Linked DNA regions of Mus musculus: regions 2, 3, 4, 5 and 6 are each linked to region 1. A link is a contact called in public HiCAR-type and promoter capture Hi-C data. All regions are on one chromosome and are shown on one strand. The core of a region is the stretch at or near the end of the contact, and the rest is flanking DNA. Distances in the headings are between cores, read along the strand shown. Region 1 holds the start of Kif16bos (kinesin family member 16B, opposite strand). Region 2 overlaps Tasp1 (taspase, threonine aspartase 1). Region 3 holds the start of BC039771 (cDNA sequence BC039771). Region 4 holds the start of Ndufaf5 (NADH:ubiquinone oxidoreductase complex assembly factor 5). Region 5 holds the start of Macrod2 (mono-ADP ribosylhydrolase 2). Region 6 overlaps Macrod2 (mono-ADP ribosylhydrolase 2).

Evidence for each region. Promoter capture Hi-C pulls out the DNA fragments that hold promoters and counts their contacts. HiCAR-type assays count read pairs that join an accessible place to other places.
Region 2: a contact with region 1 is called in a promoter capture Hi-C map of liver, with 4 times the contacts expected there. The contact joins the enhancer-like site here to the promoter of Kif16bos in region 1. A contact is called at or near these places in 7 of 39 promoter capture datasets (the 3T3-L1 cell line, 3T3-L1-derived adipocytes, the C10 cell line and 2 more).
Region 3: a promoter capture Hi-C map of the 3T3-L1 cell line shows a contact between it and region 1, with 4 times the contacts expected there. The contact joins the promoter of BC039771 here to the promoter of Kif16bos in region 1. A contact is called at or near these places in 3 of 39 promoter capture datasets (the 3T3-L1 cell line and liver).
Region 4: a contact with region 1 is called in a promoter capture Hi-C map of liver, with 7 times the contacts expected there. The contact joins the promoter of Ndufaf5 here to the promoter of Kif16bos in region 1. A contact is called at or near these places in 12 of 39 promoter capture datasets (the 3T3-L1 cell line, 3T3-L1-derived adipocytes, the C10 cell line and 7 more), 3 of 484 Hi-C or Micro-C datasets (B cells, CD4 T cells and liver), 2 of 115 datasets of contacts at active chromatin or transcription factors (astrocytes and embryonic stem cells) and 1 of 9 other capture datasets (liver).
Region 5: a contact with region 1 is called in a HiCAR-type map of astrocytes, with 8 times the contacts expected there. The contact joins the promoter of Macrod2 here to the promoter of Kif16bos in region 1. A contact is called at or near these places in 15 of 39 promoter capture datasets (the 3T3-L1 cell line, 3T3-L1-derived adipocytes, cranial neural crest and 10 more), 6 of 484 Hi-C or Micro-C datasets (CD4 T cells, LSK cells, embryonic stem cells and 2 more), 3 of 115 datasets of contacts at active chromatin or transcription factors (astrocytes, bone marrow-derived dendritic cells and pro-B cells) and 1 of 9 other capture datasets (adipose tissue).
Region 6: a contact with region 1 is called in a promoter capture Hi-C map of liver, with 5 times the contacts expected there. The contact joins the enhancer-like site here to the promoter of Kif16bos in region 1. A contact is called at or near these places in 4 of 39 promoter capture datasets (the 3T3-L1 cell line, cranial neural crest and liver) and 1 of 115 datasets of contacts at active chromatin or transcription factors (astrocytes).

What each region holds. Positions count from the first base shown.
Region 1 is chr2:142,900,937-142,905,524 of GRCm38.p6, reverse strand. Kif16bos (kinesin family member 16B, opposite strand) reads right to left here and starts at 2,560. Exons shown (of 2, transcript NR_131921.1): 1 at 2,284-2,560; 2 at 1,953-2,170. It overlaps Kif16b (kinesin family member 16B), which reads left to right and starts at 4,061. Exons shown (of 26, transcript NM_001081133.2): 1 at 4,061-4,200. The coding sequence starts at 4,154.
Region 2 is chr2:139,917,391-139,921,978 of GRCm38.p6, reverse strand. All of the region lies in intron 10 of Tasp1 (taspase, threonine aspartase 1), which reads left to right. Among named protein-coding and RNA genes, the nearest start is that of Tasp1, 150 kb to the left of the region's middle. Within about 2 kb of position 1,913, at least 37 of the 459 cell types and tissues checked have an H3K27ac peak or open chromatin away from gene starts, as enhancers often do.
Region 3 is chr2:145,698,536-145,703,123 of GRCm38.p6, reverse strand. It overlaps BC039771 (cDNA sequence BC039771), which reads right to left and starts at 1,929. Exons shown (of 4, transcript NR_033220.1): 1 at 1,802-1,929.
Region 4 is chr2:140,168,814-140,173,401 of GRCm38.p6, reverse strand. It overlaps Ndufaf5 (NADH:ubiquinone oxidoreductase complex assembly factor 5), which reads right to left and starts at 2,756. Exons shown (of 11, transcript NM_027093.4): 1 at 2,469-2,756; 2 at 1,335-1,375. The coding sequence starts at 2,690. It overlaps Esf1 (ESF1 nucleolar pre-rRNA processing protein homolog), which reads left to right and starts at 2,844. Exons shown (of 14, transcript NM_001081090.1): 1 at 2,844-2,925.
Region 5 is chr2:140,393,053-140,397,640 of GRCm38.p6, reverse strand. It overlaps Macrod2 (mono-ADP ribosylhydrolase 2), which reads right to left and starts at 2,211. Exons shown (of 19, transcript NM_001013802.3): 1 at 1,920-2,211. The coding sequence starts at 1,965.
Region 6 is chr2:140,771,255-140,775,842 of GRCm38.p6, reverse strand. The region is part of intron 3 of Macrod2 (mono-ADP ribosylhydrolase 2); the gene reads right to left. Among named protein-coding and RNA genes, the nearest start is that of Flrt3, 100 kb to the right of the region's middle. Within about 2 kb of position 2,787, at least 10 of the 459 cell types and tissues checked have an H3K27ac peak or open chromatin away from gene starts, as enhancers often do. A contact at or near this core is called in liver, where this site is marked.

The DNA of each region.
Region 1 (4,588 bases), core at 1,311-3,810:
GCCTCGGACTCAGAAATCTGCCTGTCTCTGCCTCCCAAGTGCTGAGTTTAAAGGCATGCACCACCACTGCCCGGCTCATACTGCTTTCTTATATAATGAAGGACTACCTATCCCGGGTGACTCCACAGTGGGCTGAGTCTGTCCATATTAGTCAAGAAAATGCCCCACAGACTTGCCCACAGGCCAGTCTGATAAAAGTTTTCTTTTACTCCTAAGCTATGTTTAAATTTAAGGTTTTTTTTTTTTTTTTTTTTTTTTTAATCTAACCAGAACAACTCAACTAAATTCAACTTCAGCTTCTCCTGTAAGACATCCCTCAAAGGAGATATTAAGCATACTTTTGTGGCCGGGCAGTGGTGGCACATGCCTTTAATCCCAGCACTTGGGAGGCTGAGGCAGGCAGATTTCTGAGTTCGAGGCCAGCCTGGTCTACAGAGTGAGTTCCAGGACAGCCAGGGCTACACAGAGAAGCCCTGTCTCAAAAACCAAAACAAAACAAAAAACCCAAAACAACAACAACAACAACAACAAAAGCATACCTACCGTGTGAATAATGCTTATAGTACTTATGTATCACTTATTACATAAAGGTGTTTATGAGATGTCAGTTATGTCTTAAGACCCAATTTAAATATGTTTATCAAAGTTGTAAAAATGTCCTATTTGTGAAAGAGTAAGTCAATTTTACTCTCTAGAGTCTAGAAAAAGAATAAAGTATAGCTAATGGGTCCATAGTATTTTCCTTCTGATGAGGCTTTTCCCAGATGATTTAAATGCTTTGAAGTGAAATCAACATAGTGTTTTGGGTTTTCTCACTTTGTACTGAAGTTGTTAAGACTTAGGGACTGTAAATCACCAATACCTATTTGGAAATGATAAGGTCGCTTAAGAACCAGCAAGAAGGGGCTGGCGAGATGGCTCAGTGGGTAAGAGCACTGACTGCCCTTCTGAAGGTCCTGAATTCAAATCCCAGCAACCCCATGGTGGCTCACAACCACCCATAATGAGATCTGGTGCATTTGAAGATAGCTACAGTGTATTATTATAATAATAAATAAATCTTAAAAAAAAAGGACCAGCAAGAAATTCAACAATAAATGAAGTTCAGAATGTTACTGCAAAACAGTCACCTCCTGCCTACACACACACACACACACACACACACACACACGCCTTTACATATTCATGCCTGACTTACTTTTGAATGTGTGTGTGTAGTGTGCACCTGTGCTGGCAGAGGCTGGGAAAGAACATTCGATCACCTAGAGTTACAGATGGTTGTAAACTGCCCGATGTAGGAGCGGAGAACGGAGTCCCCATCCTCTGCAAAAGCATCAAGTGCTCTTAACTGGCAAGAGTCATCGCTCCAGCCCCAGAATAACTGTTTTACATCCATCATGTAAACGATATGAGATCCAAAACAAAAACCAATGTTTCTGAACAAGAACCACAGTATAGAAAATAAATATAATGAAGTTATGTGTCCTTTTGTTAAATAACAAGTTATAGTATCAGCTTCACAACTGGCCTAATTTCAAAGTCAAAATAAAAAAGGAAGAACAATCTGAGAGAGCTGCAACAGTCCCTAAATATCTGTGATTTCCAGTATCATCAAAATTTCAGATGTTACTACAGCTGCACATTTTATTTTAATTAGAGGAGACTATATAGAGGTAATCCCCCCCCCCCCATACACGTTCAGGAGCTTTAAGAGACTTTATTTGGTGATTCTTCTGAGTAACAGTTCTCCTGGCAGTTGTCCTTACCAAACTGATGCTGTGCTTAGCAGTTAGTCAATGGGGAGCCTCACGCGGGGAGCCTCACACTTGACTTCCGGAGGAAGCTTCTGTGCAGGTTAAGTCCTGGAAGACTTTAAAAAGTCTAAAATTTCTAAAGACAGAAACAAATGAAAGGGGTACCAGAGATTCATTGGAATTTGAGAAGATGAGCAAGCCCTTAAAAACCTTCCTGTTTATTCATTTTTCTTGGTGCAGAGAGTAAATTAATCAAGGGGTGGCTGTTCAGTCATTTCTCTGGCGAGAAACCTCGCTGCTTCTAGTTTAAAATCCGCAGGCTTGCTGTTCGTGTTCCGTGGGCCGCAGCACTTTGTCGGTTGTGTCAAATCGCAAGGTGGTGTTGGAATCAGAGGATTATGTACACGTGTAGGCTGCTGGAAATTATGGATAGAATGGCCTGCATAAGCCCAAACTGGACAAGCAAAACCTCCAGGAACAGGAACTCACATTAACAAGTGATTTGCAGTTGAGTGCAGAATTCGCACACCTGTTCTTGGTTGTCTTGGTTGCTCTCAGCGACTCTACAGCTGGTAGGGTGTTGAAGCCCTGCCCGCCCGAGAGCGCACCCTACACAGTTTGTCCCCAAGCAGCTCCCATATACGGCGGGCTCCGCCCCTGCCCGTGGCTGCCACAGCCGGGTGCAGCCTGGCTGGCGGCTGTGCCTGGACCCGCCCGCTGCTTCTGCTATTGCGCATGCGCCCCATTTTCAACCCTCCGAGTTTTCCCGCCCTTGATTGGCTGACTCTGCGCCCATTTCTAAACTTGTAAGCGCCTTAGTCCAGGCTTTGTAGGACTCCGAACAAAGGGGACGTTCTGATTCTACCCTACCTTGAAGGGTTCTAGGAAAGCTGAGATGAGGACTCCTGGTACTAGTGGACCACACATTGGCCGTCGTATTATTTCACTTAGTCTATTATTAAACCCTTGGAGTTCCAGTTTAGCAGGCGAGGCAGACTGGAAGACTCAAAGCTAGTATTGGAGTTCGAGCCAAAAACCCGGGAGACTTTTTCGGCTCCCCTCAGGGACTTAAGCAGCATCACATCTAAGCTTTCTAGAGACCATTTGAACCGAAGTCATCTGCCCGGGAGTGAAATAATAGCGGGGATATGCTGGTCTTGAGGACAGAATGTTCCATTGTGGTCGTTAGAGACCTCGAGGGTGAGGAGGAGCAAGTCAGTAGGCTTGCTTTATACTCCATCAGCAAGTGCAAAGGCAGGAGATCAGGGTCCAGGAGGAAGGCTGGTCTGTAAGTTTTGAGCGACCCTGACTGGGGCAGGAGGAAGATAGTTGATACTGGAGTTTTTGTGTCCAGCAGGTGACTTACAGGTGAAGGCATAGGGTTAACTGAATGAATTTACAGGGAGATAGCCCGGTAAGAAATCACTGATGCCAGGGGCTTTAGCTCATAAAAAAAAAGGGAAGAATAAGAAGAAGAAGGAGAAGGAGAAGGAGGAGAAGGAGGAGAAGGAGGAGGAGGAGGAGGAGGAGGAGGAGGAGGAGGAGGAGGAGGAGGAGGAGGAGAAGGAGAAGAAGAAGAAGAAGAAGAAGAAGAAGAAGAAGAAGAAGAAGAAGAAGAAGAAGAAGAAGAAGAAGAAGAAGAAGAAGAAGAAAGAAAGAAAGAAAGAAGAAAGCGGGTGTCCTCACTTTTGATCCAATGACTAAAGTTAAATTGCTAAACTGTCCCCAAAATGCAAAAACTCCCTTTAGATATGATTCCAACCAATATAACGACATTTCTATCTGCCTAAAAAAATCCTCGATCCTTTGTTTTCTTGGTACCCTAAATTTTGTGGTTCAGAACACATGCTTAGAACTCTTTGAAGAAACAGAGCAGTCCCTCAGAGTTCTCCACGACCTTTCGCTTCTCAACAAGACAGATGAGTTGACGAGCACGGGCCGTATAAAGTCAGGACCATGTTATTGGTTGCAATGCTCGTTTTCGGTAGTCCATTCCTCGGTTTCCTTGAGAATGCTCTAAATGCAGTGATCGTCCTGGGCCTGACTGGGTTTGACTTTCCGAGTTAGAGACAGCACAGCCGGTTGCCATTGACTTCGAGGTGGGGCTGCGCTGGGGCGTGGCCACCGAAGAGGCGGGGCCCAGACTTCCGGGCCCCGCCCCTTCGCGCCGTAGGCAGCTGCCAAACCCCGGTGCGTGGATCACGCGGGCCGGAGCCGCTCTGGGCATGCTCAGTGGCCTGGCAGGTGTGGCCGCCTAGCAACTCCAGGTCGGCCCTAGCCGAGGGGCGGGTGAGAGGGAAGTGGGCGGGGGCGCGGGCACGGGCACAGTCGCTGGAGTGGCCGGCGGCCGCGGGGCGCAGGCCTGTTGGAAGCCCCCGCGGGCCGGGCCGGGATGAGCTATGGCATCGGTCAAGGTGGCCGTGAGAGTCCGGCCCATGAATCGCAGGTGAGTGGGGCCTCCCGCCCCCCACCCTCGCCACACCCCAACCCCGGGCAGCCCCGCTCAGAGGCCGGTCTGGATTGAAAGGGACAAACCCCTGACCCACCTGGCCGTGCCAGTGGCCTTGGCGGTCCTGAAGGGCAAAGCTCTCCCGCGTTGAAGGGGACTCTGAGGGGAAGTGTCCGCGAGGCCGGGGAGATTTCCATGTACAGTCCCCATCCCAGAACGTGAGGCTCTCTTGCTCGCCCTTTAAAAAAAAAACACCAAGGAACCACGTTGGTGAAGTGAAATACTTGGGGGCGATCATGGAAGTGTGAGGGGTTCCCCGAGCTGTCAGACACACGCTCACTTGTGCCAACTCCAAAGTCTCTGTTAATCATGTTACCTTCTAATC
Region 2 (4,588 bases), core at 664-3,163, 3.0 Mb after region 1:
CATTTCCTCTCTATCCATTGTAAGCTCTTAAACTGAAGTATTAATAATAATAACAACAAGGACAATAACAATAACAACCTGTCTTAGTCAGGGTTTCTATTCCTGCACAAACATCATGACCAAGAAGCAAGTTGGGGAGAAAAGGGTTTATTCAGCTTACACTTCCATCACCAAAGGAAGTCAGGACTGGAACTCAAACAGGTCAGGAAGCAGGAGCTGATGCAGAGGCCATGGAGGGATGTTACTTACTGGCTTGCTTCCTCTGGCTTGTTCAACTTGCTCTCTTATAGAACCCAAGAGTACCAGCCCAGGGATGGCACCTCCCACAATGCCCCCACCCCCTTGATCAGTAATTGAGAAAATGCCCCACAGCTGGATCTCATGGAGGCACTTCCCCAGCTGAAGCTCCTGATAACTCCAGCTGTGTCAAGTTGACACTCAGCCAGCCAGCACACAGCCATTACTGTTATGATTACTGCTGAGACAGGATTTACTTTGTATCACTGTCTGGCCTGCCTTAGGCTCATCTCCATAAACCTCCTTCCTTACCTTTCCTGGTGCTGGGAATATAGACAGGTGAGCCATGACTCCTTGTTTGAAACTACATTTTAAGCATAGATTTCCTGAAGTTCTAAGGTACTTACAGGTATATTTTGTCTTGTGAGAATGTTAATGTCATTTACATGAAGCCATTTTTGAGTTTTCAAATCAGGAAGCCAAGGCATGGAGATCCCAATCGATTCACCTCAGATTTGACATGTGGAGTTGCCTTTGTCTGCGGTCCACTTTTTAACAGAGTAAGAACCTAGATAAGAGATTGGCAAAGAACACCATCTGAGCATCATGGTGTTACTTTTTAAATGGCCATTGCCCTAATTAAGGTCTCAGGTGTGGGAAGCCTAATGTACTTTCCGTGTAATGCATTTCTCACTTGTCACGGTACTGATATACATCTAGGGCCAATAACAATTAGAAACACACTTCTGATGTAGCCTGTTGCTTCTCATTTAAAAAAAAAAATCATCATCTTTTGTCCAATTTCTGTGCCCATTTCAGTGTTGTGATTTAGCTGAGTTTAAGGACAGCAGAAAGATCCTGTTGCATCATGACCCTCAGTGAACACCAAGTTAATTCTCACCTTGAGATGCCATTTTGACAAAGAAAGGGGCAGCAGATAGAGACTGGGGAAGAGGGCAGTTGTGTATGAGCTTTGAACATTCTGATGTGACACTACTTCTTTAGTGGAAAGTCTTTTACTTATGTTTCAGTCTCTTTAAGTATGTTCTAATTTGTGACAGTGTCACATTCACAAAACCAAAAAGTTTCCTGTTTATGTAGCTAATTGTTTAGACAGTTAAAACTTTTGTAGTTTGTTATATCTTTTCAGTAAAGCTGCCAATAGTGATAAACATTGAATTGATATTGTATATCTTAGATCAGATATTTGTCTGTGTTGAATTAGAACTGTTTGACATAATTTTCTGTCATGACTAAGTATGGAATTTAAAGCATACATTAGTCATACATATCACCCTAATTTTTGAGGGATAATACCTCTGCATCATAATAAAAATGCTTTTTCTTCACTTAGCCACTGTTTCTCAAAGAGTGTATGAAAATGCCTGAGTTGTTTTTAATACTGTTGCTATAAATACTCAAAAGTTTGATGAGAATTATGTAATAGAACTAAGTACACATTGGAGAATTACTCTGTATGGTTGGTGAGCTAGCCTTTGGACTTGACTGTATTAGACATCTTCACCACTTATTCTGTCTCTTTATAAAGCTCCTTATGTTTTCCTCTTGTATATAATAGCTTCCAGGTTTGATAGCCAAGGGGACACTGTGTAGACTGAACTCATGTGTGTTCTATCACTTTTAAGGCAACCCTCTCTGTAATTTCACAAGACAGGCTTGAAAACCAGAAGTAACCCAACTCCAGAATTGGCAGTAAATCCCCTGACAGGGAAAAGGTGACGTACTGTGTAATAAATTTCTTTGTTGAAAAAGAGATGTTGCAATTCTGGAAACTGAAGTACCAAATGTTTCCTTTTAAATTTGGAAAGGCCTTTACTCATCACTTATCTGTCCCTGTGGACTTCTAACGGGGCTGTGTTGAAAGATTTTTTTTTTTTTTTCAGATGCCCAATACTTTCAGTGAGAGTCAATGGCAGCATTTATATGATGACATATGTATTTCAAAATCATCAGTGTTCCTTGGAGATGTGTGGTATGCCATTAGTACATACTGAATGTGGGCTTTTGTTGCTGCTGGTCCTGTGTTCCTATGTGCTGGCTGCCTGGGAATATAGGGCCCTTCTCTCTTATGTATGCAATTTTAGTTTTTCCCCTTTTGGGGATTCTTGATATCAGGATTGAGGTTAGAACAGTTTATAGAAGAAAAATAGTCTGCCAAAGCAAAAATTTGTGAAATAATGAATTATATTTAAAAATGCTAATGTCATTTTGAGACTCTATAGAAAGCTTACATTATATGATGGCCACACCCAGGAAGAAAAAATAGCTTACTTATCCAGGAGCCATCAATTGCTGATAGCTCCTGCGGAAGGGGTGGAGCTTATGAGTCCTATCCCACCCTTACTGAAACTTTGATTGGCTTGGTCTTGTGCAGGAATTTTTCAGGTAAATATAACTGCTGTGAATTCCTGAGTGCAACCAACCATCATGTCATGTCTAGATAATGACAATTCGCAGGGTATTCTCTTCTATCTCCAGCTCTTACATTCTTCTTACTCCTACATTATAGTCCTTGAACTTAGAGGGGCCTTGATACAGATGTCCTATTTTGGACTGAGCACCAAACAGTTGCTCACAACTCTAAGCAGTTGTGAATCATTGGATTGACTGCAGCTTACCGCAAAAGGAAGTTCCTCTAAGCAGTGCTGAAGTCAGCACTAATCTATGGGTGCAAATGCAGACGTTTAGAAGTCAGTTTGATCATATATCCATTTTGTAGAATGTATTTAATTCTGATCCAGGATTTCCATTCTACCTTTGACCGGATAGTTCCTAGATAAAAGACACACACAATCTTTATATTTGCAATAAGCCTTAAACAGCATAAGAGCTTGGCAGATATATACCCTCTATGCTATTAGACTCTACTTTTCTATCCATAACCCTGAGCTATTACTTTCTATGTTTCATCTGGGGTGGCTTAACTCTTATTGGTCAGCTCTCAGGGCCATGTTCTCTTGAACTCACCTAATGCCTGGCAGCTTCTTTCTCCCCCATTCACCTTCTCCTCCTCCTCGTGGTTATCCCCTTGACCGCCAAGCCTAGGAACCCTAAACCCTGGCTTTGTCTCTTTTGCCCAGCTATTGGCTGTCAGCATCTTTATGTACCAATCAGAAATAATTACACCGTGCAACTTGGTTCTATGTGCAGATTCTTTCCTCTCTGAGACAACCAGGTCTTGGGGGCCCAATATTAACAACAGAAGCATCAGGCCAACCCACTAGATAAATCAGTAGATACCTGTTTTAACAAAACTACATTACTAGGTCCTCTTTCACACTCAGGACCTCCTGAACCATAAACTTTTGACCAGGTTTTTGGTACCAGGCATGAATTCCCTCATGTGAAACAGACTACGGCACCAATCAGACAGCATTGGTTACCTCAATAACCTTCATGTCTCTATTGCACTAGAGATACCTTGTCTGACAGGTCAGTATTGTAGCATTCAAGGCCCAGCACTAAGTAAAACCAATTTCTCCCCAGCAGCCTGTGTAGGACCTTAAGCCACTATGAAAACTAGATAGTTTGATCTTATGTTCCCTATGATTCACAACCTAAGTGTATTGTGTCTTCTTCTGTACTGGACAATCAAGAGCAATGGCAACAGCCTATATTGTTTTGGTGACCTGTGGTCCTTTCTGAATAACTATGCACAGAGAGTTTCATTCAATAACTCATGTCTTCTTGGGGGAAAGCAATGTCCACTCACAGAATGTACAGCAATTCAAACTGTCTTATATTGTTGTTTTAAATAGCTTACAAAGCAGGGATATCCCCATAAATAAGGCTTTCTCATACATCCTTAGGTTTGGTTATCCTCACTCCTACACTCTCTTCTTTTTTCCAGTCTCCCTCCCTACTTAGCCCTTTGAGCCCACCTTCTTTAATATCAAGTATTTATATTCTCCACTCACTATTCTCTGAAAGCCTCCTTCCCTCCCCTTCCTAATGTGCTGTTTCTAGTTTCCTGACCTCTAAGACCCCAGATTAAAGTTACAGATTTAAACATTTGAAACTAAGAGAGGGTGTGCAGCATCCATCCTTCTAGGTCTAGGTACTTAGCATACTTTCTAGTTCTCAATTTTCCTGCAAATTTCTTAACATTATTCTCCCTTTCAGCTGAATAAACTTTTATGTAGATTTATCATATTTTCAGTATTCATTCATTAGTGGAACAGCTAGGCTATTTCTGTTTCCTAGCCATTGCAAATAGAATAAGAGTGAGCATGGATTAACTTGTATCTTTGCAGTAGGATATGTAGTTCTTTAGGTATATACCCAAGGATGGAATACTAGTTCATATGGTAGATCTATTTCTAGTTTTGTG
Region 3 (4,588 bases), core at 680-3,179, 2.8 Mb before region 1:
AGAAAACTATCCAACCCTTCCTAGGTCATAAGGCCTGGGATCTAGATATGAGATACAGGCACTCTGACCTACTGACCTACTGGCCTCATTAAGTCTGGAGGGACTGGTGTCAGTGTGGGCAACCATTTCGTTTTTGAATGAGCCGACTGTGGCTCCATGGAAGATCTAGACTGAGGCACCCAAGAGATGGCTGTGGAATCACAATCTATTGATAACACTGTATCCAGAAAATGGAACATTAACAATGAGGAAGCTAAAGGTCAAAAGAGTCCAGGCCACTCTCTGACATTCTGCTCAGAAATTCTGGGTGCCGCTCTTAATAAGACTGTGATAAACCTGAACCATCCAAAAGTGTACAGAAACAAAAGATGTGGCCATATTTAGAAAAACAGGTTTGATAGCTACTGAAATGGTTTGTTTCAAAAAAGAAAAAAAAAGGTTCCTTTCTCATTGAAATGGAATTATTCTTGGTCTGTAACATGAAGAGGTTTGTCTGGGACCAAGAGATTGAAATTGGAGGAGGGGCAATTTGAGACTGGAGGTGAGGAATCCTGTGCCAGCACTTAAGATGGAAGAGATTTCTTTCTCATCAAAGATAAAAGTGGAGACTGGACCTCAGCACCAGAGGATGCTACAGGCAGAATGAAGTGAATGAGAAGGACATGACGACTTAGGTCAAATGTCCCTGTCACTCTGGTGACCCCGCAGGAGAAAACAGATTGGAGCAATAGACAAAAGGTGACAAAGACATTTTCAGAGAGCAGGCCACTGAAACCCCAGGGAAGATGTCTGAAGGTACAGGTGTTGGTATGAGGAAATCAGCTAGTTGTAATTATCTAGCTTTATAGCAGGTGTTAATCACTGGTAAGGTAAAACCAACGTTGAGTGGCAAGCAGGGATCCCACCAGGACCGGGAATAGGGGTCATTTACATAATATTTCGATCAAGAAGCTGCCTTAATTATGCCTGCGTCCTTAGAACAAGAGTGAAATGGAATGTAAAAGTTACACACTAACTTATTTAGCAGAAGTAAGTTGAAGCCAAGAGGGCATTCAGACGGCGCTGAGAGAGCAAGTGAGATTATTAAAGCAATTAATGCCACAGAACCCCCTGCACTGTCCTGAGACAAGGCAAAAGGAGTCCGGAGGGCAAAGCTCTACCCATCGGAGGCTCCATCCTGTGAGGATGCCTAACTTGAAGGGGTTCCCTGGGCCTCAGAGGCAACTTGCTCAGGGAAGTGTTTCCTTGGGATTAGCACGCTGGTTGCATCTAAAGTTGGCAGCAAAACTTGCCAGCACTGCCCACATGGGTAGTTACACAGTCTGCTTTCCTAAGGGACCTTTGAGACAATTTCCTGGCAGTTATTCTTGTCTCTAATCTCAACGCTGTCCCGACTCTAGGCTCCAGACAGGTGTGCATGCCTCTGAGAAGCCCCAAGGCACAGTGGCCAGGGTTCACATCTGCTGGGTCATCATATCCATCTGCACCAAGCCACATTCTAAAGAACATACGATTAAGGACCCGCCTAGAACCAAGTTCCATTTCCCTAGCTGCTGGAAGATCTACATCTCAAAGAGGCGGGGCTTCACTAAGTTTAATGTAGATGAATTTGAAGACGAGGCGGCTGAGAAGTGGTTTGTTCCAGCAAGCTATGGAGTCAAAGATGTCCTCAACTGCAGCCTCTTGGAGAAGTGGTGGGCCCTGCATAACCAAGGGCTTCTACTATGCTCACCTATACCCTACCGAATTTTGTTCAGTAGTAAATCTCACATCCAGTCTGGAAGAAACCAATCAGTCATACCTCTGTGCAATGTACTACAGATTCCTGCATCCTTTCACCTTTGTCTCAGGCATGGACGTAGTGAATGGTTCTAACAATCTGTCCCACATCTTTTGCCAAAAGCCATGGAGAGTTAAACCTTCCCAGCTACAAAACAGAAAGACAAAAGGAAAAGGAAGTCATTTAAAAATATCTCAATTCTTCTTCAGGGGAAAGGTTAGTTTATAAGCCAAGTCAAAGAAGGACATAATTCTTCTCCAAAATCGACATGTTCTGTACTGTCAGCTTCTTCGAGAACTGTCCAAAACAAAAAACGAACATAAAAGGTTGTTAAGTAAAGCTGCTGTTTTTCTCTGGAACTCGTTTTTATTCCTTAAGGATTTATTCATCCTAATTATCCATTGTTGTGTAATAAGACCACAAGACTCGGTGGCTTAAAACAATACTCATTTCCTTATTGCCATGGTTTCTCAGGGTCTGGAATTCCAGAAGAATTTAGCAGAGCAGTTCTGGCTGAGAGTGTCGGATGAGGCCATGGCCAGATGGTAGCTGGAGTTAGAATGTGGGGTTGGGGGGTGAGAGGAGGCATGGCCTGGCAGCTGGCAAGCAGTAGGTCGCTTCTCCATGTAGCTCGGACTTTGTCATCGGCCTCTCTGGCTAAGGTTGGCTTCCTCATAGCATGGTGGCCTCGGAACAACCTAACTGCTTAGAGGATGCAGCTCACAGATGTAAGAAGAATGAACCAGGAAGCAGAAGGGACATCACTGGATCTTTTCCTTTTCAATTTATCCTCAGAAGAAATGTGGCAAAATTCCTCTTCCATCCTAGCAGGTACAAGTAGACACAAAGCCCCATAGGCTTGAGGGGCAATAGCTAAGACTTTTCATCTTGATGGGCCAGTGGCCAGGAGAACACCTAGGCTGGATGGTGGCTGCTGTTCAACTCTATTGGAAAACTACTCTCGGCCCCACAGCCCAAGGTTAACAACAACTGCAAAGTCCCACATACAAGAGGACTATAAATCCACTCTCATTTTTCCTTTCTAAGTCCATTATTATCATCACCATTTTATGTGTCTGAGTGTTTTGCCTGCATGTATGTCTGTGCAGCACTTGCATGTTGGACACTTGGGGAGGACCTTACACGCCCTGGAACTGGAATTACAGATGGTTGTGAACTGCTCCCTGGGTGCTGGGAATCAAACCTGGATCCTCTGAAAGAGAATTTAACCACAGAGTTCTCTCTGTAGCCTCCCTTGGGGGGGGGGGGGGGAAAGATTGATATTGTGTGTGTGTGTTTACACCTAAGAGATGATAACAACATTTATGATGGGAAATGCTTTGACTTTCAAACTCTATTTTCTTCAGGCTGTAGCTCTGCTTAGTACACTTCTGCTTCCTGGGTTTGCACCACATTTCTTTTCTGACCATTAGTTAGATCCGGTGCAAGCAAGGGCAGCGCCTGGGTGGCTGACTGGGTTTCCTGATTCAAGCACGCCCTCTAGTGTTAAAATGGTGTCATTTCTTTATCAGTTGGGTCTGCTCTCAGGGTCGTCTGCCCTCTGTTGGGATGCCCTTTGCTTTCTTCAGGATCCTCCATTTTATCTCTTTTGCTGACTTTCTCAACATCACAAAGTTTCCAGAGGCAAGTGTTCCTAGCACCCTCCATCTCTCCCAGAGTCCCCTTCCTCAGGATGAGACTCATCTTTGACAGTTGGTGTAGCCTGTGCTGTCTCGCCCAGCCTCTGCACACTCGTGTCCTCCACTCAATGCTCCCACAGGCTTCTGAGCCTGCCAGGTCTCACCTGGGCTCCTAGCTGGACTCAAACAGGGGATCTGAAGTTTGTAGAATTCTGTTTCTTCACAATGCTGAGGGGGGTATATAAATGATTACAATATTTGCTCTCTTTCTAGATCAAGGTGACATAGGCCATACTTCTACTCCAACTCAGAGTTTTATACGCCAAAATAATAAAAATGCCATTTAATGCACTTAAGAATATCATTACCCCAAGCCTATTTGCTCAACACTATACAAGTATTTCTTAGTTTGGCATCCTTAGGAACCTTAGGCAGGTCCCAGGGCCCTACAAGTTACCAAAACTCACATTGCCAAAACTCTTACATAAATGCTGCCCTCCATATAATCTATACATTCTCCTGTGCAACTTACACCACCTCTAGAGGATTTAGAACTGATACAATACAACACTGACACAATACAACACTGATACAATACAACACTGATACAATACAACACTGATACAATTCAACACTGATACAATACAACACTGATACAATACAACACTGATACAACACAACACTGATACAATACAACACTGATACAATACAACACTGATACAATACAACACTACATGACCAGTTACTATGCTCTGCTGCTTAGGGGAAAATCAGAACTCCATGCACATTCAATAAAGACCTCTTTTTCTTTTTAATGCATTTTTAATTATTTTATGTGCCTGGGTGTTTTGACTGCATTTATGTCTGTGCAAGACCCTCAGAAACCAAAAGAGGGTGTCAGGTCCCCTGGAACTGGAGTTACAGATGGTTGTGAACTGGCCATGCTGGTACTGGAAGTCAAACTCTGGCCCTCTGTGAGAGCAGTCAATGCTCTTAACCACTGAGCCATCTCTCTAATATCAAATATTTTCTATCCAAAGTTATTCAAATTATTAGATCCAAGTAAAACTGGCCAGTATGGAGAGTCAACTGTACAGTAATATATATATATAAGGTTCTAAATAAGTAACTTTTTATAATAACGCACATTCGTGTGTATGTGTACAGA
Region 4 (4,588 bases), core at 1,507-4,006, 2.7 Mb after region 1:
AATAGATCCATCAAGACTTTTATATTACTTCATTGAAGATGTTCCTTCTCAAGTCATTCCCTGTAGAATCTGTATTACTATTACCAATGCTTAAGATAAAATGAGCAATGTCTTGTGGATCTCCTTTTCCTCTTGCTGGGCAGCGGGGGTGGGGGGAGGGGGGATAGGGATGGGGGAGCAGAAGCAGAGAGCTCCCGAGAGAAAGCTTCAGTGAGACAGCTCTACTTTAGTGATCCAGGGGTAGGGTATATAAGGGCTCTTAGGTTTAGGGGTGGAAAGAGTCCACTGGTCATAACACAGTACCTCATTATCATATGGGAAGGGGGCAAGAGTGAGCCTTATGCTGAATCATACAGAGATTGCAGCAAGCTCTTTGCAGGGTTATCCTCCAAATAAGGTCAGACATCTGTATTCAGACACTAACAAACAAGGCTAGATAGAGAAATGGAAGCCCCTCTGAGAAAGGGAGTCTTCCACTTTGCACTGAGCTTAGAAAGCTATCCAGACATGGTGGGCTGCAAACCTTACTAGCAGGGTTCTCCAACAGGTCTCACCTATACTAACTGGAAAACAAATCTAGATAGACTTTTTTTTCCTTCACTCAAACTGCAGAAGATTCTATTGTTCATTTCAATAAAACCTAAACTTAAGTTTAATAAATCTTAAAATTTCACATGTAGTTAAATTTTTAATTCCATATTTTGAGCAATCTATCTAAATTTGGGCTACATGAAGTAGATCAGTCATTCAGGCTTGAAGAAAGCTACAAGTTTTACATTCATAATTTAAAAAAAGAAAAATAAAAGTTACCAATGAAGAAAACAGCATTTAAATACCTAATAAAAAAAAAAAGAAAAGAAAACAGCATTTGCTTTCCCGGACAAGAAAAAGAATAAGCAGGAGTGGCTGTGTATGCTTATAATCTCAACATTTAGAGGCAGAGGCAGGAGGAGTGCCTCCTGGGCTACATAGTGAGACCCTATCTCAAAAATCTAAAAAGAAAGATGTTTACAGTGAGTTAAATCTCTAATCCTGCCAATACATTTCTCATACTCAACTACTCCACGTAGCAAACTCACATCACTTAATTTCCAGTCTTCATTCAACATCAGATTTTGTTCTTAACCAGGACTGGAGAAGCAGGTCTATAGTCTCAGATACTTAAGAACCTAAGAAAGGTGGGCTGTCCAAGCCTAGTTCAAGGTATAGCTTAGGAGTTAGAGCAAGTTGTCTGTTTTGGGAAAAAGACAGAGAGACAGACTGGGAGAGGGGAGCATGGGAGAAAGGAGCAGGGAGAAGGAGAGACTGCATCTCACTGAAATAGCATCTCCTACCTGGCTATGTCATAAACACGGTCTGCAATCCGACTTCCAACCTGGAAAATTTCAAGAGTCAATGGGTTAAATACACCAAGCAGGCTTAACAGAAAAGTAACTTTTTTTCCTAAGATTCAACATATGTTTCAAAACAGAAGTGTTTCCTTCTATCCCATTTGCTATTGTCCCACAGCAACTTCCTTTACAAATACTTTATTTTTTTATTATGGAAATAATAAAATACCCTGAAAACAAACGGAAGCAAATTACTTTAGAAGCAAATTTAATGAAATCAAAATTAACGATCTCCTTGGTGTGGCAGTTTATGTCTATAGTCCTTCGATTCAGGAGTAAGCAGGATTACCACAAGTCTGAGGCCAGTCTGGAATACACGGTGACTATGAGTTCCAAACCAGGATATATTAAAAAGACCCTTGTCTCGGAAACTCAAACCCAACATCAACATCGGGAGGCTGAGGCAGGTGGATTTCTATGAATTCGAGGTCAGGCTGGTATATATTACATAATAAATTAAGACAGCCAATGCTTGCAAATTAGTAAACACCAAGTCTGGAAAAGTATAGACGACCATCTCCTAAACACAACATAAAAGAAATCGTATGGTAAGTACCACCCTTCCCCGGACTGGCGTCATCCGGGATGCAGTCAACTATCCACACCTTGTACTCAGTCTCTTACAAGCTTTTCTTGAACAGAATGGAAGGACTTATTGAAGGCCTCTACACGTCCTTTTGGCCTTAGGAGTTTTGCACTTTTCCTTTTCCTAGGAGACTCGTCCCATCTCTCATCTCGGCTCAACTAATCTCTCACTTTTCGCCATAACAGCCATTCTTGACCACCGCAGTCACCAATACCGCTATCTCACTTTTTCTTCACCTTCCTTTTGCTGCAATTACATTCCCTGTCTATGTGTCTCCTACTCACTCCTAAATGATCTTGCTTTTCCCTGGAACTCAAGCAGTGTTTGCAAAGCGAATGAATGATTGCCCCGCATGCTATCGGAGCCTCTCGTGCTTCCCGGAAAATCAGAAAGGCTCTAGAGAGTGAAGCTTCTCAAGGTCACACAGTCGGGTGGGTGGGTCCGCCCTACCCGGCTCCACGCCTCCCTCCGTCGCAGCCCCACAGTCTCACCTCCTCCTTCAGGTAGTCAAATTTCATGGGGTCGGGCTGCCGGGCGGCCCAATTCTTCTGCTTCCTCTTCAATTCCCTGTCGAAGATGTTTAGGGCTCTGGGCGAGGTGCTGCCCGAAGGAGGGACACCAGAAGCGACCTCCCTGCGACTGCCGCTCGATGCAGAGACCGCTGGCCGGCCAAGCAGTGGGCAGAGGCGCAAAAGAACGACCTTTCGCAGCATCTTCAGCCCGGGCGCCACAGCAGGGCATGGTTTCTATTAGGCGCATGCGCCAACGGGACTACGACTAGCGCAGTTCCAAGGCGGAAGGTTGAAGTAGTTTGGCCCAGCTCGCGTGCCGTTAAGACGGAGCGTCTCGCGGAGGATTGTGGGAGTGCGCTCCATGTGAACTCAGACTGGGATCTGAGAAGAGTGGTGGGAAACTGTGCGGTCGCCCGTCGGGCTCTCCTTGGGATTTGTGAGTAGCCCCTATAGTCCGGTCCCTTTCTGGCCTCATTGTTCTCTTCAGAGCTGCTTCTCGAGAGAGACAGAGAACGCAGCCGAGTAACTTGCCCCGAAAGTTTGTGAGGTGGGAAGATGGTTCGGGACGAGCTGACCTGGAGCTCCCAGGCCAGAGGGTGGGTGGACTTGAGGGAGACCGGGAAGCGTTTCAAGTGCTGTCCAGTTGCTTTCGCTCCTCTGAACATCCCATGTTCGCCGTGGGCTTCCATTTCCAACATTCACACGCACTGCAGTTGGTTGAGGTGGTAGCTGTGTCGTACAGCTGTTCCAGGTGTTGTAGTATCTCTCTCTCTCTCTCTCTCTCTATTAGAATGTAAAGGGTTCTGAAGTAAAGCAACACTGTAATTCCAGTATTGAGGCCGAGAGACAGAAGTGATTGCAGTTCAAGGCTAGGCTAGCCTGTTGTGATGGCGTACAGTCTGTCGCAGGAGTGAGGGGCGTAAATACTGTCTTGTTTGGTCAGTCAGCTTTTATTCATACAGAAACTTCTGACTTTTTTGCAAAGTTGAAATCTGGAGAAATCCAACCACCAGGGACGCTTTACAAAGGAACATTAGGCATACAAACTTCTGTGAGCGTTTTTGTGTGTTTATAGCCTATCTAGGCCTTAGTCACTTTGAGAATAAAATGTTATAAAAAAGCGACATTTGGGACTGGATAGATTGCTCAGTGGTTAAGTGCACTGGCTGCTGGTCTTCAGTGGACCTAGGTTAAATTTCCAGCATCCACTTGATGGCTGACTATTGTCCAGTCAGTAAAACCAGTTCCAGGGGCTCAGAAGACCTCTTCAGGCGTCCATGGGCAGGAGGCACAGAAGTGATATGCAGACACACATGAATACTTAACACCCATACACATGGAAAAATTTATTAAGAAGAACGTGACAATTGTTAACTGTAGTTTGAGACTAATTTGGGTCTTGATAGAAACTAGGATTTATAGAAATAACACTAAGGTAAATCTGATTTGATTTTTTTTTAAATGCCCCTCATTAGTTAAGAGACAGCTTTGTAAAACCAAAAGCTTATGCAATTATGAAGTAAACATTAACAAAGAGAATGAAACAAGACTATGAAAACCCAATTAGACCAGCTGAGATTTCAGAATCTTTTGTTTTTGTCTTCCTGTGTCTGTTGCATCTGTAGATGATTACATCAGCCCACATACCCATGCACGTGTGTGCTCATATGTTTGGAAGGGTGCTTGTATATGGAGCCAGAGGTGATGGCTAGTGTCTTCCTCAATTGCTCTCCACTTTTTTTTTTTTTTTTAAGCAGAACCTCTCATTGGAACCTGAAGCTCCTCAAGTAAGCTAAGTTGGATGATTAGGGAGTGAGTCCTCTTGTCTCTGGGATTACAGGCATTCAGGGTTTGTTTGTTTGTTTGTTTGTTTGTTTTATGTGTGTGTGTTCTGGAGTATCAAATCCATGTTGTATTTGTATTACAAGCGCTTCGCTGATTCAGCCTTCTCCCCAGCATCTGTCTTTGGTTTCTTGAAACAATCTCACTAGGTAACCCAGACTGACCACCAATTCCCTATGAAACTATCTAAGATCTGGCCTCATAATAAGCATGATTCTGCCTTCAGAATCTTGGTTTTACGTGTGTGGCTCTATGCA
Region 5 (4,588 bases), core at 962-3,461, 2.5 Mb after region 1:
GGCAAAAACAGTAAGATACTGAAAATTCTTAAATGTCTGCTTATCACAATCTATGTGTATAGATGTTACTTTAGGAGCAGTTTGTCTAATATAGTAAAAACAGTTCTTAGGTAGTCACTATAATTTCAATGGTTCATGTTACCAAGTACAATGTAAATTGATTTTACACTATATTTTACTACCATCAATGATGCAAAGCTGGAGAGATGGCTCAGCAGTTACAAACACTAGCTTAACTAGTTAAGAACACTTCCAGAGGTCCTGAGTTCAATTCCCAGCAACCACATGGAAGCCCATCTATAATGGGATCTGATGCCCTCTTCTAGCAAACAGGTGTGCATGCAGATAGAACACGGATTAAATAAACAAATAAATAAATAAATAACTTTTCCGATGCTCACATTAGTGTGTTCAATTTAAATTGCTACTACAAAAGCTAAGCACTAATAAAACGTCTCACTAGTTCACGTACCTGGCTCTTTCCTGATCTGTTTGCTTGTTTAGTTTTCCCCAGCACCAGGTGTAGGGGCTCACTGAGGTCAGCATGTGCTCTACCTGTGAGCTATGTCCCAGCCCTGCAGTCAAGCTCTCAAGCTAAAGAGTATTTGTTCTGTGACACTTTGACTTTTAGTTCTCTCAGCACTCACACTCATTGAAACAATGACACTAAAGCGAATCTTTCAATATTTAAAGGATACTTTAACTGCGCTACTCGACCATATTCATACTTCCCTGCAGTTGATTTGAATACTCCCTCCTCGATACTTTTTTTTCATAAAGCAGGCACTACTTAGAGAATTGTTTCTAATTCTCACTTTTAAGTCCATTGTTTGGTCAAAAGGTTCACAAAGGACAGAGACTTGCAACAAAAATGTTTAACAAGCTATCAGCAAGAAAATCAACTTTCAACTGAGTTACCCCCTTTAGCCCCGTTCCGTAAGAAGACAGTCCTGAGGAAATGGTACACCCTTGCTCCATCTTTTATATGCAAATTTGGTGCAAGTTGGTAGTAGCAATGCAAATAGTTTTTCTGAAATTGGGGTCGGAGGTTGAGGTAAGAAAACAGGTTAAAAGAGAAGAAAGAAAAAGATGAAGAAAAATATGCCAGAGAATCAAGCATTACATCACAATATGACCTATGAAACTGAGATGAGACAGACAGGAGGAGAAAAAGAACTTATCGCACAGTTCTATTTCTTAAAGGAATCCGTGCCGCTGTCAATCTAACGGATTTGGATAAGCCTCGATGTGCACAAAACTCAGGGATGGAAGGGTTCATTCACAGAGTGCTCGCTGTCTTACTCCGTGCGACTTCACACTATGAATGAGGATGCAACAGAGAACCACATTGCCGAGGAAAGCCCATTCAGACTTCTCCGAGGGCACTTATTCTCTCCGACAAGATGCTCCTTTTGGGTTCCAAATTTCAAAAGTCACACTGCAGCTGAGCATAGCGGGGACCCCAGCCACTTTGGGATGTCAGGAGGACAGAGGCTGGGACCGGAGGAAGGCAGGTGCGGGTGCAGATGCTCCCCAGGCTCAGCAACTGCAGCCAGAGCGACACCGGCCGGCCGGCACCGGTCCGCGGGACACCCGGCGGGAGGTACAAAGTGCCAGCTGGGGTCCTGACCAACTTGTACCCTAGCCCGGGGGCGCGCGCCTGCCGGGAGGCGAGCACGCGGGGTAGGAGGTGACCCGGCGCCCGGAGGGGTGTGCGCCCACAAGTGCGCGAGCCGCAGGTGCCCGGGCGGCGCGTGGCCGGTGGCGTGCGCGCGCGTGGACGCGGCCGCGGGCAGGAGCGGCACCGGCCGAGAGAGAGAGGGCGCGAGGAGGCTGCGGGCGGAGGGCGTCGCGCCGCCCCGCCGGGCCCCCGCCCCCACCCACCCGCCGCCCGTCCCCGGGGTCGCGGGGCCGGTTACCTTTCTCCTCTCTCCACACCTTTTTCTTCTTGTTGCTGGGGTACATGCTGCCGTGGGGGTGGCTGGCTTTAAGCTGCAAGTTCCCCAGGCTCACGGGCAAACAGGGTGTGTGGAGTGTGGGGGGTGGATGGAGGGGACACTCGGGAGGGAAAAGTGCAAAGGCTCTGCGTCCCGCGCCGCTAGCCGCTGGCCCGTCGCCGCCCTCCTCCCTCGACCCGCCCGCTCTGCCAGGCGGCCGCCGCCACAGCAGCACCTCAGAGCCTGTCAACTAGGTCACGCCTCGCGCTAACCTAACACCCGCGCAGGCCCCGCCTCCCGGCAGCCAGGCAGCGCCGCCGCCCATTGGCTGCTCCGCCCGCCGCTCTCCCGGCTCTAGCCAAGGCGCGCCCCTACTTCAGCCTCAGGGCGCAGGCGCAGGCGCAGGCTTGGGCTCGACGCCGAGGACGTTGGGGAGCTGGAAGGGGCGGGGCCAGAGCTCGAGGAGCGGGGAGGCTGCTTCACGACGGAGGCGGGGCGTGCAGCCACCGCCTGCGGGGAGCGGGAGGAGCAGGGCCTGAGGGCGTGGCCTGCCAGCAGGTGTGCCTGATGACCCAGACCCCGCTGACAATGATGAGAGTCTAGGGGACTGTAGAATGAAGAAGAGGTCACCCGTCCTAGAAGTTGTAACCGCCTCGTCTGAACAGGTTTTACCTGACGCTTTCCTCTCGGTGGACAAATAGAACCAAAAGAAAAGATCCAGACCGTGTGCAACCCGCTGCTCAATCGTGGGTTAGAGATTTAGTTAGAATTCTGTGAAGTTTCAAAAGCTTCACAGTACACAGGGCCAACTCGAGAGTTTTAAGATCTGGTGACCAAAATGTATGAGAACCAAGTCCCACATCAAAGTAAATCCAACTAGTGCCTGGTTGTCTTTTATTCCTGATTGACTTCAAAACAACTTCTCATCCAAAGATCTAGCTCCATCCTAGGTAGTTCTCTCATGATTCAGGAAATCCAATTGCCAGAGAATCTACCTCAAGAGCAGTGACCTAGAACATAGAACTTTTGCACCCTCTTCTTTGCACCCCAAACTTATCTCTCCACGAAGCTGGCTTAGTGGATTTGGGAAACTCACATCTATTCATCAATTTAGGATCAATATAGTTATATGCATTGGCAAATAACTTTAGGGAACACGGTTTGTTCGTTTGTTTGTTTTTTAGAGTGGGTCTTTTGTAGCTCAGGCTTGCCACAATTTAGGGATTCTCGTGCCTCAACCTTAAACTGCCTTCCACCAAAGAGAAGTAAAACGCATTAAAATAATAATAATAATAATAATAATAATGACAATGACAATGACAAAGAAAAGGGAAAAGAGAGACCAAGCTGAGAATTGTAAAGAATGGAAGAATGTTTGAGTAATGAGACTTAAAAATGAATTCACAACATCATAAAACAGTAATATTTATTTTGACATTTTTCTTTGGGATTTTTCTTTAAATGCTATCAAATACATAAAACATTATTTTTGTTGGGAGAAAAAAGCTTCAAGAAGGAAGCCTTTGAAATCACACTGATAATGAAATAAGAAGGGCTTTGACTCATGTAGAATCCAGATAAAATGGCAATGGGGTAGACTTTGGGAGGAAAGATGACGAAGTTCTCATGGATGGTCAAGGCAGTGTTAACATTAACCAAGAGGTGTGGTTTGACACATGGAGGATGTCCCTCAAAGGACCAAGCATCCAAAGCTTTCTTCCTGAATGTGCCACAATTCCAAGGTGGTGAGACCTTTAAGAAGTAGGTCCTAGGGATGTCACTGAGGCCTGTTTCCAAAGAGAATTATGAGAGTCTTGTTTGTGCTTCTCTGCTTTCTAGCTTGACATGTAACATTCCATCCATGATGTGGCACCATCACCAGAGACTCATACTAATGGGGCCACCTAGTCTTGGACTTGAGCCTCCAGGACCATATGGCAAAATGGGGGTACCTTTATTTCCTAAGTAGCCTGCCTTGGGTATTTCATGATGTCATTATGAGCCAGATCAGCATCTAAAGATCATATTTCATTCAGGAAAAATTTGACTTATTTAAAAGTCCTCAACGTTAGGTGTCTGCCAGAGAGTGCTTCCTACCAGGTAGCTCTTCCTCAGGGAGGCTGCACACCAGCCTAGGGTCCTTCCACCATGTCCTTCCACCATGCTGCACTGTTAACATCTCATGTCAGCTCAAAGGCTTTTATTGTGTTGAGCCAATGATATTTACGAAGTAATGGTTTAAGTACTTAGTGGTAATTATTATAATAATAAAAAGTATCATTCCAAAAAGGTTAAACTGTCTCTCAAACATTCCGGAAATGTTCAGCTCTCAAAACAGTTCATGATTCTTCCCCTCCATTTGATCTCCTTGGAGTGCTCCTGTCTGGATACCTTTGTTGCACGCTCAGGTAAGCAGTGTGAAAAGCCAAGCGCCACCCAGGTCCTTCTCGTGCCTTCGTGTTCATATCGAATCTGCTCAATTTTACCTTGTGGATTAGTCTGCAATGCTCTAGTTTCCAACAGAAATGCTGTCTGGATCACCCTGAGCCACTAGAGAAACTTCCTCACCAGCCTCGCTGTTCACTTCTGACCTCTACCCAGTCTCTTCACCACCACATCTCTCACTGTCTTGTCAGAGAAGACCATGCCAT
Region 6 (4,588 bases), core at 1,538-4,037, 2.1 Mb after region 1:
AAGCAGAAACTACGTGAGGCATCTGGGCGGGGAATGAAAGAAGACAGATCAGCAGACTCAAATGGCATCCTTAAGCAGACCAAGCATCCCATGCATCGTGTGCAGTGACATAAGAGCTACAATGTAAAGGGATGGGAGATTAGGTCCTGCAGAGAACAAGGCTACAGTACTGAGACAGAGAGCAACTCAGAGGCGGAGCCTGCTTGGCAGCTTCCAGGCCCTGTGCTGCGGGAGCAAAGCAAGGCTTGAGGAGAGCTGTGTGCCTTATCAGGGTGCCCTGCAGGCTAGAACGGAGGGTGAAGAGCTGTCTCAAATTGCTTTTTCTTTTTTGTTTGTTCTAAATAATTTCTTTATCTTTGAGATTATAATTATACCATCCCAGCCTTCCCTTTCCTCCCACCAAACCCTCCCACATAGAGTATTCTTCTTTCCCCTTCTTAATGTTTTCAGGAACGACTATGTGGTATTGAATAACCAATTGCTGTCATTTTCCTAGGGAAGACAATTTCTCTAACTCAGAACTTCTTAATTGCCCATAGCTATTTGTGTAGGGTTTAAGCTTTGTGACCTTCCCCCCATTTACATGGGCATGTCTATCGTTGTCCATGTTCAGGTCATGCTTAGGCAGTCATGTTGCCAAGGCAGCATAGGCATGGCCTCTGCCAGTCCTAGGAGATACGATCTCACAGCCAACACCCGTTCCTCCAGTTCTTACAGTCTTTCTGCCCTCTCTTACAGAACTATAGGTGTGGGAGTTACTTGGTAGAGGTATCTATTTATACTGAGCTCCACAGCTCTGTATTTTGATTGGTGGTGGTTTTCTGTACTGGTCTCCATCTCCTGAAACAGCCGATTGTGAGTTGTCATGTGAATGCTGGGAATGAAACTCAGGTTCTAGAAGAACATCAAGTGCTCTTTACTCCTGGCCCAACTCTCTACTCCCACACAAGCTATTTCAAAGGAAGTAAATGTAGAGTTTCCAAAACTGTATATTAAATAAATAGTTCTGTGTTCTTACTCACAGTCTATTCTCCTTTAGAAACAAATGACTGACCTTTCTCCATGCCTTGTCCTGCACTGCAGCACAGGGTTAACAAGCCTGACCTCAGGTGGGGCTAGGTTTCTATACCCTATCCACCACTTTTGGATTATGTATCATCTGCTAAGCCATCTCTGCTTCCCTGGATATAAAGAAAGATCCTACAATACAATAATCAAATGCTAACTGCTACAGTAATTTTCTTTTTAATTAATTAATATATTTATTTTGTTTTCTACTGCCATTTAAGCCTCCTCCTCCCAATAGGCTCTGAGCCACCAGCTAGCATTAGCTTAACTACTTAGAAATGAAGATTCGAAGTACCTATGACACAGATCAAACGAGGTGTAACCCTTCACCCAAATACAATTTGAGGTTGTTATGGCTTCCCTGTTGATTAGAAAACCTCATGTTTCCCACCCTCAGAGCAATCTTAAACCCCCAGAGTATTTCTGGCCCATGTGCCTTTAGACAGTAGACAGTAAGCATAGGGCTCTAGTGACAGGGCAACCTCCAGTTTAGCCTCTGTTTTCTATGTTGTCTCTGAGGAAATCTAGCACAACACTAGGCACATGGCTAAGAACAGCTTTGAGGAAATCTGGGAGGTATCTCTAGCTTAGTACATTATAGGCTTAAGTTAAAATGAAGAATCTAACACAGAGGGAAAAAATAGGTATTTGGCAGCTGGGTGACAGATTTTCATCATAAAAGCAAACTTTTCCAACTAAAGGCATGGTCTTCTGCTAATATTGTCTATTTTGACTGAAAATATCAGTATCCTCTTAGTTGGCAATCCAGGTTATAAGTATTTATACATTTATTCATTCATTCACTCATTCATTCATTCATTCATTTATTGAGACAGGGTTTCTCTGTGTAGCCCTAGCTGTCCTGGAACTCACTTTGTAAACCAGGCTGGCCTCGAACTCAGAAATCTGCCTGCCTCTGCCTCCCAAGTGCTGGGATTAAAAGGCGTGCACCACCACCGCCCGGCCGTATTTATACATTTTCACATCGTTCTTGTAGGAGGAACGTCGCCAAGCAGGCCCAGCTGCAATGCTGGCACATGCGCCACTGATCCTTCTTCCCCTAGTCAACCTAGAATCTGCTGGCAGGGCTAGAGACTGCTGATGCTGGATGAGGCAAAGGAGCGAGCCAATGAGAAAGAGACAGGGCCACATCCGGCTACTTGAGAGCCAATGAGATCCTGGGAGGGAGTATAAAGTTTTGCCCATTTCCTGCAATAAATGAATCTGCTCTGCTTCTCAACTGACTCCTGTGTTGCTGACTCTGTGCCTTCTTACCCCTCCCCGCCCCTTTCCACTCCTGAGGGTCTTGGTGGGAATCATAAAGAACAATTTCTCTCCTCTACCAAGCCACACCATACCATATGATATATCCTTCAGTTACTTCCCCTTGTTCTATTCCCAGTGCTATTGCTGCCTTGTCGGAATCATAAGATGGTTTGTTTCTCATATGCTATCCTCAACTTTCTCAAAATACCACCGCCAAGTTATTATTTGAAAGAATAACTCTGGCACTGACTCAAAGACAAATTAAACACCTATTTGCTCAAGGACCTAACACTGCAAAACAAAACAAGGAGGAGAAGAACCCACCACATGGAAGCTAAGCTCTGGCCGTGGCGTCTATCTGTTAACCTTTTGGAGAGTTGCACTGCCTGGAGAAGAGTGCCAAGCCTTCTGCCAATAGGCCTTGTGGTGTAACTGATTTAACTGCCTTGAAGCCGTGAATGTGAAATTCCATGTAAACAACTGCTCGCCAATGCTGAGCTTCATCTGCACTTTGCACTGTTATTTCACCATCTCTATTGAACTGAATTGTTTGAGTTTTTGTTCCTAAGGTAACTGACCTGGGAGTAATCTGTTCATTTGGATTTGTTGATTAGGAAGGGTAAGATTCAATAACGGCTATGTAAAACGGCAACAGAGCACTATGAGCCACTGAAACACAATTTTGGTAAGGTTACTCTAAGTATGCTGCACCACCAAATCTTGTTCCTGGGGGAGACACGATGCTGGGTCATTCATCCACAGACTCTTCCTCTTATCCTATTCACTGAGGGTCCATGGTGGATACTAACTCCTCCACGTCCTCCCACGTGATCTGCAGAATGGACAGTGAAAGCCTGACATAGAGAAGAAGAAAAGTTCATCTTGCTGGTATGGGAGACCGCCATCCTACTGTGAACTGTCCACAGCCTTAGTGATTCTATGGTGAACAGAGCATTGTGTAGCCCACCTATATCAACTCACACACCTCTTCAAAGCAAGTCTTCCTTATTCCTTTCCCTGCCTCCAAACCTTCTAGAATTTTGTCTTAGCTGAACATCCCTTCTTTATTCTTGAATTAACTATAGTACTGCATTGTAGACTTCTAGGCATAAACTTTTATTTAGTTTTGTAAGTACAAAATGTGTCCCTAACAACACGGATGAGAAGAAAACAATCAAACACTATTGGACATCTAAATGCCATAGAAATCATTCTAGTTATAGTAGCTCTGGCCTCATGTAAAAACATAAATAAAAATATATAAGAACACTGATCTTCCTGTAAGTTTAAAGTCACTATCTTGGGGATTCGTTTTATATGAAATACTATATCTTGTTTAAATATCAGTGGTGCTTTGTGTATATAATCTGTGAAGGTTAGGTTCAACTCTCCATTCATGAGTAACAGGCCAAGAAAAGTACCCAATTTAGATTTTAAGGCAGTAAATACTACATACTAAAGGATAACTCTTTGCTTTATCAGCCCTAAATTTGGAGACATTCAATAACCGACCAGGGCAGTGCTAGACTTCCTCCAGGATTTAGTTATTGGGAGACCAAAATACCTTCATCACTGAACCTACTTAGGGGCTTCTAGAAGCTGAAGCAACCAATGGACTCTGTCGTTTATCAGGCTTCACAATAATAGTCCATTCACAACAGTCCTAGTTAAGATGAGAACAGACGCTCTGCTTGCTGTTCAAATGACCACATTCATGTTCACTGTGCACAAATGTACAAGTCCATTAATCCCGAGACATGCTCTAAGAAGACTGTGTGGAGCTGTTACTGGCACCATAGCTTTATTTCAAAGATGGTAAGAGCGCCACAAGTGAACTCTCTTGCCATCTTTCAATTGCAAGACATGAATCTCTTTTAGAGTCCACTTTCACATTGCAAACCAAACTGATATGAGTTAAAACAAAACTATAGTACATTATTAAGAGGATAACACTCAGCTCTAATATTTCTAACTTGAAAATTAAAGTAGAGTTCATTTTGTAAACTAACCTGCAAAGTTACTTAGTTTTCTAAAATGTAAAAATTAAGGCAACTCTTTTACATACCTCACTTAAAATTTCTGCCTACTTTTGAGTGTGACTTATAAAATGAATACTATTAATTAAGCTAAGTTACTATCAGTACTGTCATATATAAAATTAGAGTACAACAATTTTAATAGATATACTATATATGTTCAAGACAGTGCAGTTTGTCTATTAGGATCAGTCATTATAATGACATTCATTTGTTCT